3 separate regions of the Mus musculus genome follow, and all the other regions are linked to region 2. The links are chromatin contacts, called in public Hi-C maps. All regions are on one chromosome and are shown on one strand. Each heading gives the region's core, a stretch centred on a gene start, on an enhancer-like site or on the middle of the called end of the contact. The rest is flanking DNA. Distances are from core to core; before and after follow the strand shown.

Region 1 (4,591 bases), core at 1,091-3,590, 460 kb after region 2:
TAGAATACTCAATGCACGCTCTGCATGAGCCGAGATGGTAATGTAGCTGTCAGCAATGGAAATTCTATGCAAAGGCAAATTTGAAAACACTGAAAATTTTCATTCTCTCCTTTAGCAAAGACAGTTCGTATATGTCTGTGGAGAGAGCAGTTCAACACATCTATAGTCTCACACGTAGGGCTCCCAGGTTCCCAGTATGTAAACATGATCCACTCAGTATTTAGAGTAGTAACTGGATCATCATGTATTATGCACTGCCATACATATGTAAATCATGTGTGACAAAATTAAGTCACCAAGCCTAATGACATTAGGCAGTTGTCACACAAGGAGCATTTATCTGATTTCAAATAATGAATAGGACCTACTTTTGTTATAAAAAAAATTAAGAGGTGAGGGAGAAGGTAGCATGAAGCTTCAAGAACTGAATATGTGAGATACATGTATTTGTTTCTCAATACATAGCACCTTGTTGAGTGTATGAAAGTCTATAAAAGACCAGGACAATCAAGTGAAAGAAGTGAGATGTGGCTAGCTCTTGCGGAATTAGGAGGAAAATGATAGAGGAACACATAAGCTTTTTCTCAAGCAAGCTCTCGAGTCTATGACCTTAGGACCCTTTGCCTGTTCTCAAATAATCAGCCTGTAAAGGAAAGTACAGTTCCTGTCCCGGGGGAAAACTCTGGGTAGACACTACTTTGAAAGGCTCATTTGACTCCTGCACCTGGTATCCTGGGCTCTGGCCAGTAACAGATGCTTCCCTGGTTAGCATTCACCTCTGCTCTAAGTCCCAGTCCTCTGTTTGCCTTGACTTGTTTCATAACCAAACCTTTACCTCATATTGATTCCTTTCATCTAGAGTTTAATTTAGAACTTTCCAGGTTGACATCTCTTTTGCCCTGACCTATATTGTGTGTTCCATCTGCAACTTCATATGGCCTTGAACCAGATTCCTAACCTGTCCTGGTATTTAGAAGAAACTGTTTCATTGGCTTTCTGAATTTTATTCGATAATATGGAGCCCTCACAAGCACCAGAACACTTGAAGTTACCCATTCCCTCATTTAGGTTTTGGTTGGTTGGTTTCTTTTGCTCATAGGACTTAGGTCTAGGTAATTTACTCAACTAAAGTGACAGTTTATGGTCAGGATAGTGTCAGTCAAATATGGGCTTTTCCTATAGCCAGGAGACGACAATGAAGACTGTTCTCATATAAGAAAGTGGGCTCAGAGATTTTCTAACTCCCCAATTCTTGTAGAAATTTCACCCCAATAAGGGATATAGAGGTTGGCTTTTCTTTGGCCATTCAAGAGAATACAAATTGGAATGATTAGCACCACGTAACAGAAGATCATTTTAAATGAGTGATCTGTAAATTTATGAACAATAGCAAGAAAACAGTTTTGCTAGTGATATTTTGATGCTATTTTTATCTAGAATTTAAATTCGGAGAGAATGACTTACTAAACAACACTACTTCCTAATTTATAAGTTTTAATTTACTTGAGTCTTTAATTTCTTTGTAATTATTTCTTTGTAATGTATTCATGTAAGTCACGTTTAAACACTTTTGGTTCATAGCTGGATGTGTGGACACTAGTGCCCAAGAGACAAAGGCAGGATGATCTGGAGGGGGAAGCCAGCCTGAGAGGCACAGCAGGTTCAAGGGTAGCCTGGACTACAGAAATACCTAAAGAGCTATTTATGCATTCCATTTCTTCATGAGTCAGTTTTGAGAGGTGATTTTTTTTGTATGCTACCTATCTATTTCCTCTATAGTATTGAGTTGATTGGCATAGCATCAGTGATTACAAACCCTCTTTCATTTCTCTAAGTTGCTGTTAACTTTTCTAAACACATGGTCCTGTTTTCTGATGGTTTCTAGAGGTTGCTTAGGTTTCTGCTTTCTTTTGTCTGATTTTATCTCAGCTCTGAAAAGTTTATGAAGATGATTTTCTCGCAAAGCAGCTGCAGTCCAAACTATGAAAGCACTTTTATCTGGCAGCCTACAAGCTACTCTATTAAGACCAGGCTTGTAACCAAGGGAATGTTTTATCTTCTTGTCATTCTGATTCCACAATGGCAAGTTTTCTTTCCATGTTTTCAATCCTAACTCTAGGGCTACAATCTAAATACGATTTAAAGATGACCGAACATAGATTGCATTTAAATTCATTTCTTTCTGATGAGGACACTCCTTAGGAGCAGATGTTCTCTTGGGTAGCCCTGGTGAGTAATCCCACCTATCATCTTACTACAGACCCATTAGCTTATGATTCATATCTGGCCTTCCTTGTAAAAGCAAATACAACACAGTACTTTGAGCTCAATGATTTAATGCTCACCAAACAAAACTGTGCCCAAGTTCAGGCTGGCGTCCTCTTAGCACATGTTATTTTCTAGGAGCAAACTGGGCTCTTAGAAAATGTTCTAACTCTTTCAGATAGCGGGATGGGGAGCACATCTCTTAGGTGGTTTCCTGGATATGCAACTATGTCTTACTGGTTGGAAGTCATTTACCCAGAAACTTGAGATCTTGTTTTGGCTTGGTCTCCTGACAGGTTTTATAGAAAATTCCTAGACTTGCCTCTGTATCTTGTCTTATCTATAGGCAGCAATAAACCCAAGCTAATCAGGCACAATCTTTTGGTGAGGTTGCTATCATTATAGTTTCAGAGAAGTTAATATTATTTTCTGAGAAGAGGGGATGGCATGGACCCTCACACAGTGTTCCTAATTATGCCCATATGTATTGTCTATATTTTTTGGAACAGACAAAAGCACTTCTAAAAGAATTCATGTTCAGAGAAGATGTACTTTACAATGTGAGTTGATTTGTTTTTCTAATCTAGTTCAAATTAAAGAGTCAAGTCCTTAAGATTATCTTCCTTTGTGGCTGTGTCTTAGACGCTGTAATTTCCAGGCTCAAGAAGCACCTATGGATGGATGCCCCTGAGCAAGCTCATGCCAGTCTTAGCTGGTGTTTGCTGGGTGGCTCTCGCTGCTACTAGTTTTCCTTCTCTTTATGGCCGATGTCACTGTGTCTGTGTTGCTCCTCCGGGAAGAACATTATACTCAGGATGTGGCTGCTTACGCACATAGAGTAAGGATGAGAGCAGGCACAGGAAGCAGGGAAGGAGGTTCAGAATTAACTTAGGTGTGGAGGACAGATCTCAACTGGTGGTTTGGACAGAGCCAAACTTTATGATGATGGATGTGAAAAGAATGGCTACTTAGCAGTCACATGGATGGCAGAAGCCACTTTCAGTATCCCAAATTTCCAGACACTGATGGGTGGGGTGAGCAGTGTGGTGAGTATAAGGAGGGTAAGTTTCAGCTTCAAGCATTGTAAAACCTGTGGTCTGTGCAAAATGTAGAGACCGCAGGACTGTCTGTGATCCAAGTAGTGGGGACTAAGCAGATGTATAAACAGTGGCTCTGAGGGCCAGGAAAGAAGAGCTGTTCTTAGAAGAGGGAAAACAAGAAGGGAAAACAGGATGGTTTGGGTAACCGAGGTGGCTTTAGAGCCCAGTTGGAAGGGATGAGAGTAGTGCTAGTAAGAGAGGGAGAAGGGACATGCTCAGTTCCCAAAGTAATAAATGATATCTGAAAGAGTGAAATAAAATGAACCAAGAGAGGTCTCTCCCTCCCTTCTTCCCCTCATCCCTTTATTCTCTTCCTAGTGATCTCTTGATCTCCCTTGATCCCTTTCTCTTAAGTTTTGTAGCAACGTGTGCCACGTCCTGAGGATTCATGCTGATCTGAAAAGCCCTCTTTGATGGTATTTACAGGCTCAGCCCTTCTTCCCTTAGGAACTGTGGACCTAGGATTACACAGAACAGTGGATAGTGCTCGGCCACAAGTCCAGCTAGAATCCTCTTTTAACAGACCACAAGACACAGGGCTGGAGCATCACCAGAAACATGTCATAGCATTGCATGGAAGCAGATATATGAAATTGTCATTAAAGTTCACTAGAGTTATGATATCTAGTAAGTTAACAGTATGATCACAGGAATCTGACCACTTCAGCTTATACCTCGTTTCTAGTCCTAAATGCAATAACTTGGGGAGACTGCATAGCTTACTGTCCTGGCTACATTTTTTTTCTGTTGTTGTTGTTGTTGTTGTTTTTTGATAAAATACTCTGACAAAAGCCACTTAAGAGATAAAAAAAGGTTTATTTTAGTTCAAAATTCAAGGGTATAATCCTGGCAGCAAGAGTTGGCAGGAATTGGTCATGTTGCTTGCACAATGAGGGAGTAGAGAATTATGAATGAATGTTCAAGGTCAAACGCTGTTTTCCAGTTTATGTAGCCCAGGACTTAGGCCAAGTGAATGGATTTTCCCACTTTTAGACTGGATCTTCAGACTTCAATCAACCTAATTAAGATAATTAATCACCATCCTGCCCAGAAGTGTGCCTCATGGGTAATTCTAAATTATGCCAGTAATTAATATTAATACTCAGGACTCCCCCACTTGCCAGCATCCAAGTACATCACTTTTAAGTCAGAATATTATACCCTTCTGGCTTCTGGCACATCATATAATGTAGAAACACATTCAGTCTAACACTAAAGGCCACTGT
Region 2 (4,656 bases), core at 883-3,382:
AGTTCAGACGGTACTCACCCTGGGGCTCCCGGTATAGTGGGCACATAATCAACATTATGTACTGCACAGTTGCCCAGCTCTGTGCTTTGGCCTTGTCAGTTCCTCTGACTAACCCCCGTCTTAGTCAGGGTTTCTATCCCTGCACAAACATCATGACCAAGAAGCAGTTGGGGAGGAAAGGGTTTATTCGGCTTACATTTCCATACTGCTGTTGATCACCACAGGATGCAGGACTGGAACTCAAGCAGGTCAGAAATTAGTAGCTGATGCAGAAGCCATGGAGGGATGTCTTTACTGGCTTGCTTCCCCTGGCTTGCTCAGCTTGCTCTCTTATAGAACCAAGACTACCAGCTCAGAGATGGCACCACCCACAAGGGGCCCTCCCGCTTGATCACTAATTGAGAAAATGCCTTACAGCTGGATCTCATGGAGGCATTTCCTCAACTGAAACTCCTTTTTCTGTGATAACTCCAGCTGTGTCAAGTTGACACAAAACTAGCCAGTACACCCCCCAACAGCTACTTGACTCTCCAGTATCTTTGGTCCACACAGACCCATGGGACAGGCTACAGAGCTATTAGGCACGTCTTCCCAGTGTGCTCTAACTTCTGTCTTGTGTCTCACTACGCTCTCAACATTGGGTAGCCTGCAGTTGGTGTGAGGGGGTGTGAGATTTCCTGCCCCTCTTTCCACGGCAGCTGAGCTGAGAACGCTCAGAGCCACATTAGCATGGACTGGATGCTGTCTTTCTTATAACTCCGTTCTCTTCTGCTTACAACCACCAGTTAGATCCAGTGCTAGCTCCAGTTTCTCATTAACGGGTCTGTAGCTTTACCAGACTAGGTTATCCTAGTAAATGATTCACTGGGCTGTGAATGAAGTTTGGGAAGGGACAGAATCAAAGGGCGTGAGAAGTTCAGCCTTTCAGGGACTTTCTTCCCCGAATTTGTGCTAGGATGGGATCTGTGACATCACTCCTGGGTGACAGTAGTGTTTGTGCACGGTTTCCTTCCGAGATGGCAGAAAGCCTCTGCAGCTCTGCCACTGCAGGTATGGTCCGCCTCTGTCTGTACCTTTCCAAGCATCACCAACGCATGTGTTGACAAGGCCAAACTCATGAGCTCGGTTGGTACTTGAGAAGCCGCACGAGTTTACAGCAACTGCTCCAAGGTCATCATCAGAAAGAAAACCCCACAGACAGGCTTGTTATGTTGGTATTTTGTAGTTGGTAGGTGCTTGATTTGAGAAATTCCCTTTGGAGTCCCTAGAGCCAAATTGAAACAGTTGCAAAAGCGTGGGAGTGCTGGCCCAGAAATCTGGCCCTTGCTTGCTTCTGGGTTTGATCCTTTGCATTGTAAACAAAACACAAAATAACAAGCTTAGAACAAGGATTCTGAAGAACTGATTTTGCCAGCAAAGTGGCTCAGCAGGAAAGGACACATGCCACCAAATATAAGGGCCACCAAGTGTGAGGACCTGAATTTGAACCCTGGAATCCTCAGGGTAGAAGGAGAGGAGACTCCTCAAAGTTAATCTCTGATGTCTGTATATGTGGTGCCCCCCCACACCTATTACAGACATAAATAAACATTTTTTAGAAGAACTGATTATATATATGTGTGTATATATGTATATGTGTGTGTGTGTGTGTATGTATATATAATGTCAGACACATTCTTTTCTTAACCCAGAAAACAGAGGAATATAAACACACAAACTTTACATGGAAAAGTGTTTGGCCATGTGCTGTCTTCAAGATGAGCACATCTCTGTTCATCCCAAATGCCATCCCCACTTTCCTTATGCAAGGCTACGCTGCTTTTAAAAATAAAGGTTATTTTAAAAACATGCCACTCACTTCAGTCATATTTGATAAGTAGAGAGCCGAGGACCTGTAATTACCTGACATTAACTAGCTGCTGAATAAAATGATTGTGAAGGTCTGACAGATACTCCAAACACATTTGAGGCAAGTGCGGGACTCGATGGTTACACCTGCCAACCGCTCGTGAGCTCCTGCTCCAGAAGGAACACAGGGGCTCCAGACAAGACGAGCAGGCAGTAAGGGCCAGGCCCGGTCTTGACCTTTCCTTGTCTCCTGGCTCTCTGAGTCCCAGCTGCAGATTACGAAATGTGCCCTGGATGTTGTTTCCAGAGGGCACACGTCCCTTTGATGACAGCTTATTTCTGGATTCCTGGGGCAAATGCTTGAAGTCTGATGACATTCAGGGGTGTGTTTCCCAGGCCAGCATCTGATTAGTCACCAAATTCCAGGGACTCTCCCAGTTGGCTTGCGGTATAGCACGTGAGTCCAGAGATAAAATAACTTATTTCCTCTAGTCTCATTTTAATGGTCCACAAAGCCAAGCCTTGTTCCTTTCTCTGGGCTCTAACTGTGGATGTCGATAGGCCATTTAAAAAATGAAACCCTGTTCTTTGTGGGTAAACAGGGTTGCTAAGGCTTTTGCAGGTGGGGCTCCTTTTAAGGGTGTGTGACCTTATATCTGAAAAGGTGACTCGAGTCACCTCTGAAAAATCTTAGAAAGTAGAGTGAGACCACATCAGGTTCTTTCCGGAGCTCCTCAGTGTTACTTTAACAAGCAACGTGCTTGTCTTTCCTCTCCGTCCACAGACTGGGTCTGTGATCCCTGTCGGGGCTCAGAGGCTCAGCAGGTCTGTGCTATGCCAGGAGGAAGGGCTGTATTAGTTAAGGCCCTGGAGATCCTCTGGATTTTGCAGTACTGCCTTTAAAATGAGGACAGTGGGAGCAGCAGCCTCGCAGAGCTTCAGCCAGGATGCAGCTCACAGAGATGTAACGTTTAACAGCACTGTTGTGCCGTGCACATTGGGCTCCTCTGATCTCTGCTCTTGGTCTCTGTCGTTACTGTCATTTGATTTGAGAAGAGCCACTGATCCGAAGCTGCCTTTATGCCAAGCCCCAGACACCACAGGAGCAGAATCAAGCACTAATCCTGCAGCTGCCCAGATCCCTCACATCACAGACTCCTGTGGTCCAAGTCCCATCTCTTCATCTGTCTGTGAGGTTGGCATCTGGGTCCTCACAGTGGGAGCCAGGCGCCATCTGCTTTCCACTTTAGTGGAGTTGGGTATGTGTGGCAGGATTAAGTTTCCTAGCGTTCTCCACCACTCAGGGTTGCACCATGGCTCTGGAAATCTCTTCGGATTTGGGGTCCTGTGAGATCCATCATTTCTTTCTCTCCTGTGGCTGTGGTAAAATGGAGGGACAGGGCTGTGCTGATCTCAGTTCCTACCCCTGCTAAAACGCAGTGGTTCTGTGACTATAGCCAAAGGCAGAGAGTTCCTGCTCTAAATGTGTTTCCTCTCCCTGGTGTTTGCCCTGAGCACTGTCAAAAACACAGCAGTCACATCATGTGGAGAGGTGGAGATGACTCACTGACACATGGTACCCAAGGCCCACATGCATTTTTTTTAAGTGAGAGTGCTCTCTCTCTCTCTGTCTCCCTCTCCTTCTCCCTCTCTCCCTCTCTCCCTCTCCCTTCCCCTCTCCCTCTCCCTCTCTCTCAAAGGACTTGCCCTTTAGCAAGGAATAAGATCTTGAAATAGCGCTGGGCAGTGGTGACACAAGCCTTTAATCCCAGCACTCGGGAGGCAGAGGAGGGCGGATTTCTGAGTTCTAGGCCAGCCTGGTCTACAGAGTGAGTTGCAGGACAGCCAGGGCTACACAGAGAAACCCTGTCTTGGAAAACAAACAAACAAAAAAAATCTTGAGATCCCATTCCTTTAGGGTATAGGAAATGGCATTTAATTTCAGACATTATAGTGAGATTAAAGGGCTCAGAAGTCTCTAACATGTGTGGTAGAGCCTCTCTCTGAGAAGAGCTGTTAGACTCATCCAGCTAAGTTAGATGGGTTCTTCTGCCAGCGATGGGGGCGGGGGGGGGGGCAGGGACAGATGAGTGAGGATGACTTGGAGCTGGTCAAGGGAAATCAATTGACATTAGACCTTTCAAAACAATGTAGATATTTTTATCTATTTATTGTGTGCTGTGGCGCACATGTGGACATCAGAGGACAGTGTGAAGAAATTGCTGTTGTTCTTCCGGCCTGTGGGTCCTGGGGATTGAACTCAGGTCATGAGGTTTGGTGAAAGTCCTCTTTACCCACTGAGGCACCTTCCCAGCCCTGGTATTGGACTGTTTTGCCTAACCCTCTTGCCCAGTAGTAAGGGCTATGGTTAAAAACGTTCCCCAGAAGGTTTCGTGTGGCCCCAGTACAGGGGAACGCCAGGGCCAAAAAGTGGGAATGGGTGGGTAGGGGAGTGGGGGGGAGGGCATGGGGGACTTTTGGGATAGCATTGGAAATGTAATTGAGGAAAATACGTAATAAAAATATATATTAAAAAAAAAAGAAGGTTTCGTGTGTTAAAAATTTAATGTCCGAGTTCACACGTTAATGGCATTTAGAGGTGGGACTTCTAGGGAGTGACTGTGATTAGATGAAATTATGTGAGACCTGCATAATATCCCTAGTGTGCTGAGCAGAGGGGAGACCCAGTCTGGCACAGGGCAGCTTGGTGCCACATCACGATACAACACAGGGCCTTCATCAGATGCCAGGACCCAGTGTTCATGGATTCTCCAGTCTGCACAGCCCTGTACCAGGACTCAGCATCTC
Region 3 (4,107 bases), core at 538-3,037, 290 kb before region 2:
CCAACGAGTCTGGAACAGGACCGATGCTGGGAACCAATTCACACCCACATACTCTAACCAGCTCTTTAAATCATTTTTCTTGCAGAGATGTGTGTAGATTAATGGGATAATGGCATAATTGTTCAGCTGCCCTACCTGAACACAGCTGGTGGCAAAGCTCATTTGACTAAGCACTTTGGTTGTGTTGAGCATTTTTGATATCTGTTCTGGCTCCATCTTAACCTTCCTTCAGCCTCGTGTAAACCCGTGGAAAAAACCAGCCACGTGGCATAGCACATGTATCATTAACTGGTTTATACCTTGAATCTTCCCTCAAAGTGGGGAGATGGGAGTAAGGTCACCAACACTAATGTAATGCTTTGGAGTTCAATAATGCTTAAATTCCCAAATAAAGATGACAAGATGGTTCACATGTTCAGCCATTTCATTCAGTCTGAGCACAAGCTTCGACTCTCCCAACTGCAGGTGGATAGGACATCAAGAAAAAGCCAAATATGTGATTGATCTTCCAACATCTGGAAAAAAAAAAAAAAAAAAAAAAAAACCTAAGAAGCGGGTACCTAACCAGGCAGGGTGCAGCTTGGGATAGTGAAGGCTGTGTCTGTTTCCAGAAAGACTGCCCTGGAAAGTATCTTTCTCAAGCGGCTGGCAGTTAACAAATCCTTTAAGTAGAACTTCTCAAGTCAGTTCATTGTTGTTCCCAGCTTGCCAGTTAACAACCTGCTGCTGGACCAGCTGTGTGGTTCCGGAGTGAGTCTGACAACACCCAGCCGGTTGGTTCAAAGGGTTCATAGATCCAGTACTTGGGTGACCTGATCTTGCTAAACTGCTACAGAAGGAAACTCCTTCTGAGCTGTTGGGAGTTCTTTCTGCAGTGGGCCAAGCACCAGCTTTGGAGGGCCCTCTGGACTCCTGTTAGGAAAGCAGACTTAGGAATCCCAGTCCGTGTTACAGGATCCCCAGATTCCTGGCCACAATAAAGCTGGAGTTGTCTCGGTGAGAATCAGGACTGACTCCTGGTGAACCGAGAGCAATTACCCATCTCTCTCGCATCTGCTCTACTTCCTTTACGTCCAGAAAAAGAGGTTACAGTTACAAGTGCTATAGGACACGTCCCCTTCCAGTATACAAAACATTTCCCTGTGGCTATCAAAAAACCCACTTGGAGCAGAGAAACTCAACAAGGAAAAGCAGCTTTCAAAAGTTCAGATTCCTGTTTTCCGCTTCCTGTCCTGGGATCGCACGATAGAGTCGCAATGATGAGATCCACGTGGAGCAGGTTCTTGGGGTGTCTAACATTCACCGCCGTGGGGCCCCTCCTCTTCAGTCCCGGGTAACTTTCTAGTATCTACGATCAGAGGGAAGAGTCAAGTCATCTAATAGCGCCTAGGCCGGTGGCAAGAAGACCCAGGAGAAGCACACTGCTCTATGGATTCAGAGTGGATCTAGGCGGTAGCTGGGACTCCGCGCACCCGCCGCTCTCAGGGAAAGCACAGGGCAGGGCTCCGAGGGGCGGGGCCGCGCATCCGGTGGGCGTGGTTTGGGTGGTAGCTGGGAGAGGGCGCGGCATGTAGGAAGCCCGAGCAGGCTGTGGGCGGGGCTATAATGGGCGTGACCAGGAGTCGAGTAGGCGGGGTTTGGGTATATTTGAGAGCAGACGCTCAGTCTCCGCAGGTTGGAGGAGTTTCTGGGGGCGGGGCCAGGTCCGTAGGAGGCGTGGCTTTACTCGTGGAGGCGTGGTTATATATTGGGGGCTGGGATTGAGGGCGGGGCGGACCGAGCACAAGGGTAAGCGAGACCGGAGAGCTGGTGAGAGCCGGCCGCGCCTGGGGCGGGAGAGCTCACCGTTGTTGGTTTGCTGGTGATCCGAAGTCGTCCACCCCACCCCCGCTGGGACCGAGCGCCCCCGGCGGAGCTCCAAGGGAGGCAGGCGCGTCGCCAGCCCCTTGCCGGCCCTCCCCCAGCTCGGGAAGAATGTGCCACCAGCTGTTCTCCTCCCGGGAGCACTTCGCCCAGAAGTGAGGAACTTGGAGGAAGGAGAGACAAAGGCTGTGGTTGGGACAGAGGAGGTCCGAGACGCGGACAAAAGGTGCGGAGGAGCAGCAGCGACCGGGGGATGGCAGAGCGGCGGCTCCGCGGGCTGGAGTCGCCCCGAGGCGCACCGTGACACGCGTGGCTTCCCGGGACCTGCCGCTGCGCTGACTTCCGCGACTGGAGCCGTGCCGGGAAGGTGCGGGCGCCGGAACAATGGACAGCTTCTTTCCCGAGGTGAGTGAGTGGCGGGGAGGACCTGGCTGAGACCGGGACCCGGACCGGCACACCGAGCGCGCCCCAGCGCCTGCGCGTCCCCAGGAGGGGAAACTTTGTGGGAATCTCCTGAAACCCCACTCCCTCCGCCGGCCCCGAGTCTCGGATGAGTAAGCCTAGGCAGGTTTGAGTTTGTCCTGCGCTCGCATGTCCCCGGGCGTGGGTGGCTAGCTGACACTCCGCGCCAGGTGAGTCCCCGGGCGCCGGGTGGGGGAGAGCTGCGGACCGGACGGCTCGGGTGCAGGAAACGCGGTAAAAGGCGCAGCCGGGAGGTGCCTTGCTCCAAGAAAGGTCTGGGACTTCCTTTGCTGAACGTGCGGGCTTCCTGTGGCTTCCAGAGGAGCCGGCTAACGAAGTGTGAGCCGGCCGGCTGGGTCCTCGGTCACTGCTTGCCCTGCCTCATTGGGCTTTCAAGTCTGGGGTCCTTACTTTACTAGTACTGCTCAGGTCGGGTTTGCAGATAATTCCAGAGTACGAGACCGAATGATCTTGTTTTTAATGCCATTTTTTTTGGCAGATCTTGAATTCGAGTTTAAATAAAATTTGTTTAGGGCAAACAATGGTTATTTTAGAAGATGAAACCGATGCCCGCTTTAGGGTCTTTGAGGGCGGGACACCACAGTTACTTGAGACGGGACTTGAAAGTTCCCTTTTCCCCCAGGGATGGAGAGCCGCTCTGGTTTCTTGGCCCCGATTCCTTTCTTGGTTGTGTTTATTTAATAAATTCTGTTTAAGTTTTGAGGTTTGAAGTGGCTCAGAGTAAACTTAGCTGACTTTGAGAGAGGCTGATGAGATTTTTTGCTGAAAAGTCAGGGTGAGGTTTTTGTGAATCCAGGACAGTCTTGGAATCTTCCAGCAAATCAGAGTGGTGAGAATTTGCCTGTGCTTTGGCTAGCTTGCTTTGTCAGAGTTAATTGGCTATAGTGTTTCAAGGTCTGACGTTCACTTACTGTACTCTCAGACAGCTACTTATAATGGCCACAGTGATGTATTGTATAATGTTCGAATTGACTTTTACCAAAGTGTTTGTCTCTGTCACCCTGAAAGGCATCCTGGAAAGACATTAACCATCCATTACTTAAAAGAAGGGAAATATATAGAAAATAGAGACCTCAGAAATATATAGAAACTAGAGACTCCTTAATGGCTTTTTAAATTCGTGGGTGTTTGTTTCCTACCTGTATGAAGGCAGCAGGACTTTTGAGTTGGTCTACAACAGTAAATTACCGCTAGGCTGGGTTTTTAGTTGCTTTTATCTATAAGAAGAATGAGGTTTTGTCTCTAGGGAAAATAGTTCTTGACTTGGTGATCTTTTAGAAAACTTGTGTGTGGTTGTTGAAGGGCCACCAGTCTCCCTAAGCCTGAAGACCAAAGTCTCCCCTTGGGTAGAACTCTGCCCCCTAGTGTTAGTGGCGGAAACTTAACCCTAGCACTAACCCCTCTAAGTTATGGGACTATTCAGTAATTCCAAAAACTCCTTTTCACCTGTGTTTCTCTGTGAGGAGATCTCCGTGATTGGAATAACAGTGAAGTTGTCTTTACTGGTTGCCTATTTTCATTTTTCCTCTTTCTAGTGAAGAATCTTAACCCAAAGATTAGTAAGTTACCAGCCCAAGGTTGAAGAATGTGTTACTGGAGGCCTAGCCTTTCCCCTTTGATGCCGGTGGCTGGTATTTCTGGGATATACATATACATATACATATACATATACATATACATACATACACATATATACACATACACACACACACACATATATATATATATTGCTTTTAATTTGCTGGCATGTTTATGTTAACA

What was found. Hi-C and Micro-C count contacts between places; a contact is called where the count stands out from the background.
Region 1: a Hi-C map of the C2C12 cell line shows a contact between it and region 2, with 2.6 times the contacts expected there. The contact joins two enhancer-like sites. A contact is called at or near these places in 3 of 484 Hi-C or Micro-C datasets (the C2C12 cell line and liver) and 1 of 9 other capture datasets (pancreatic islet).
Region 3: a contact with region 2 is called in a Hi-C map of muscle stem cells, with 4 times the contacts expected there. The contact joins the promoter of Myo10 here to the enhancer-like site in region 2. A contact is called at or near these places in 1 of 39 promoter capture datasets (pre-B cells), 2 of 484 Hi-C or Micro-C datasets (Sertoli cells and muscle stem cells) and 1 of 9 other capture datasets (adipose tissue).

The regions. Positions count from the first base shown.
Region 1 is chr15:26,376,786-26,381,376 of GRCm38.p6, forward strand. The region is part of intron 2 of Marchf11 (membrane associated ring-CH-type finger 11); the gene reads left to right. Among named protein-coding and RNA genes, the nearest start is that of Gm36790, 67 kb to the right of the region's middle. Within about 2 kb of position 2,341, at least 18 of the 459 cell types and tissues checked have an H3K27ac peak or open chromatin away from gene starts, as enhancers often do. A contact at or near this core is called in the C2C12 cell line and liver, where this site is marked.
Region 2 is chr15:25,913,044-25,917,699 of GRCm38.p6, forward strand. The region is part of intron 3 of Retreg1 (reticulophagy regulator 1); the gene reads left to right. Among named protein-coding and RNA genes, the nearest start is that of Mir7212, 33 kb to the right of the region's middle. Within about 2 kb of position 2,133, at least 128 of the 459 cell types and tissues checked have an H3K27ac peak or open chromatin away from gene starts, as enhancers often do. A contact at or near this core is called in the C2C12 cell line, adipose tissue, liver and 1 more, where this site is marked.
Region 3 is chr15:25,620,763-25,624,869 of GRCm38.p6, forward strand. It overlaps Myo10 (myosin X), which reads left to right and starts at 1,788. Exons shown (of 41, transcript NM_019472.2): 1 at 1,788-2,268. The coding sequence starts at 2,248.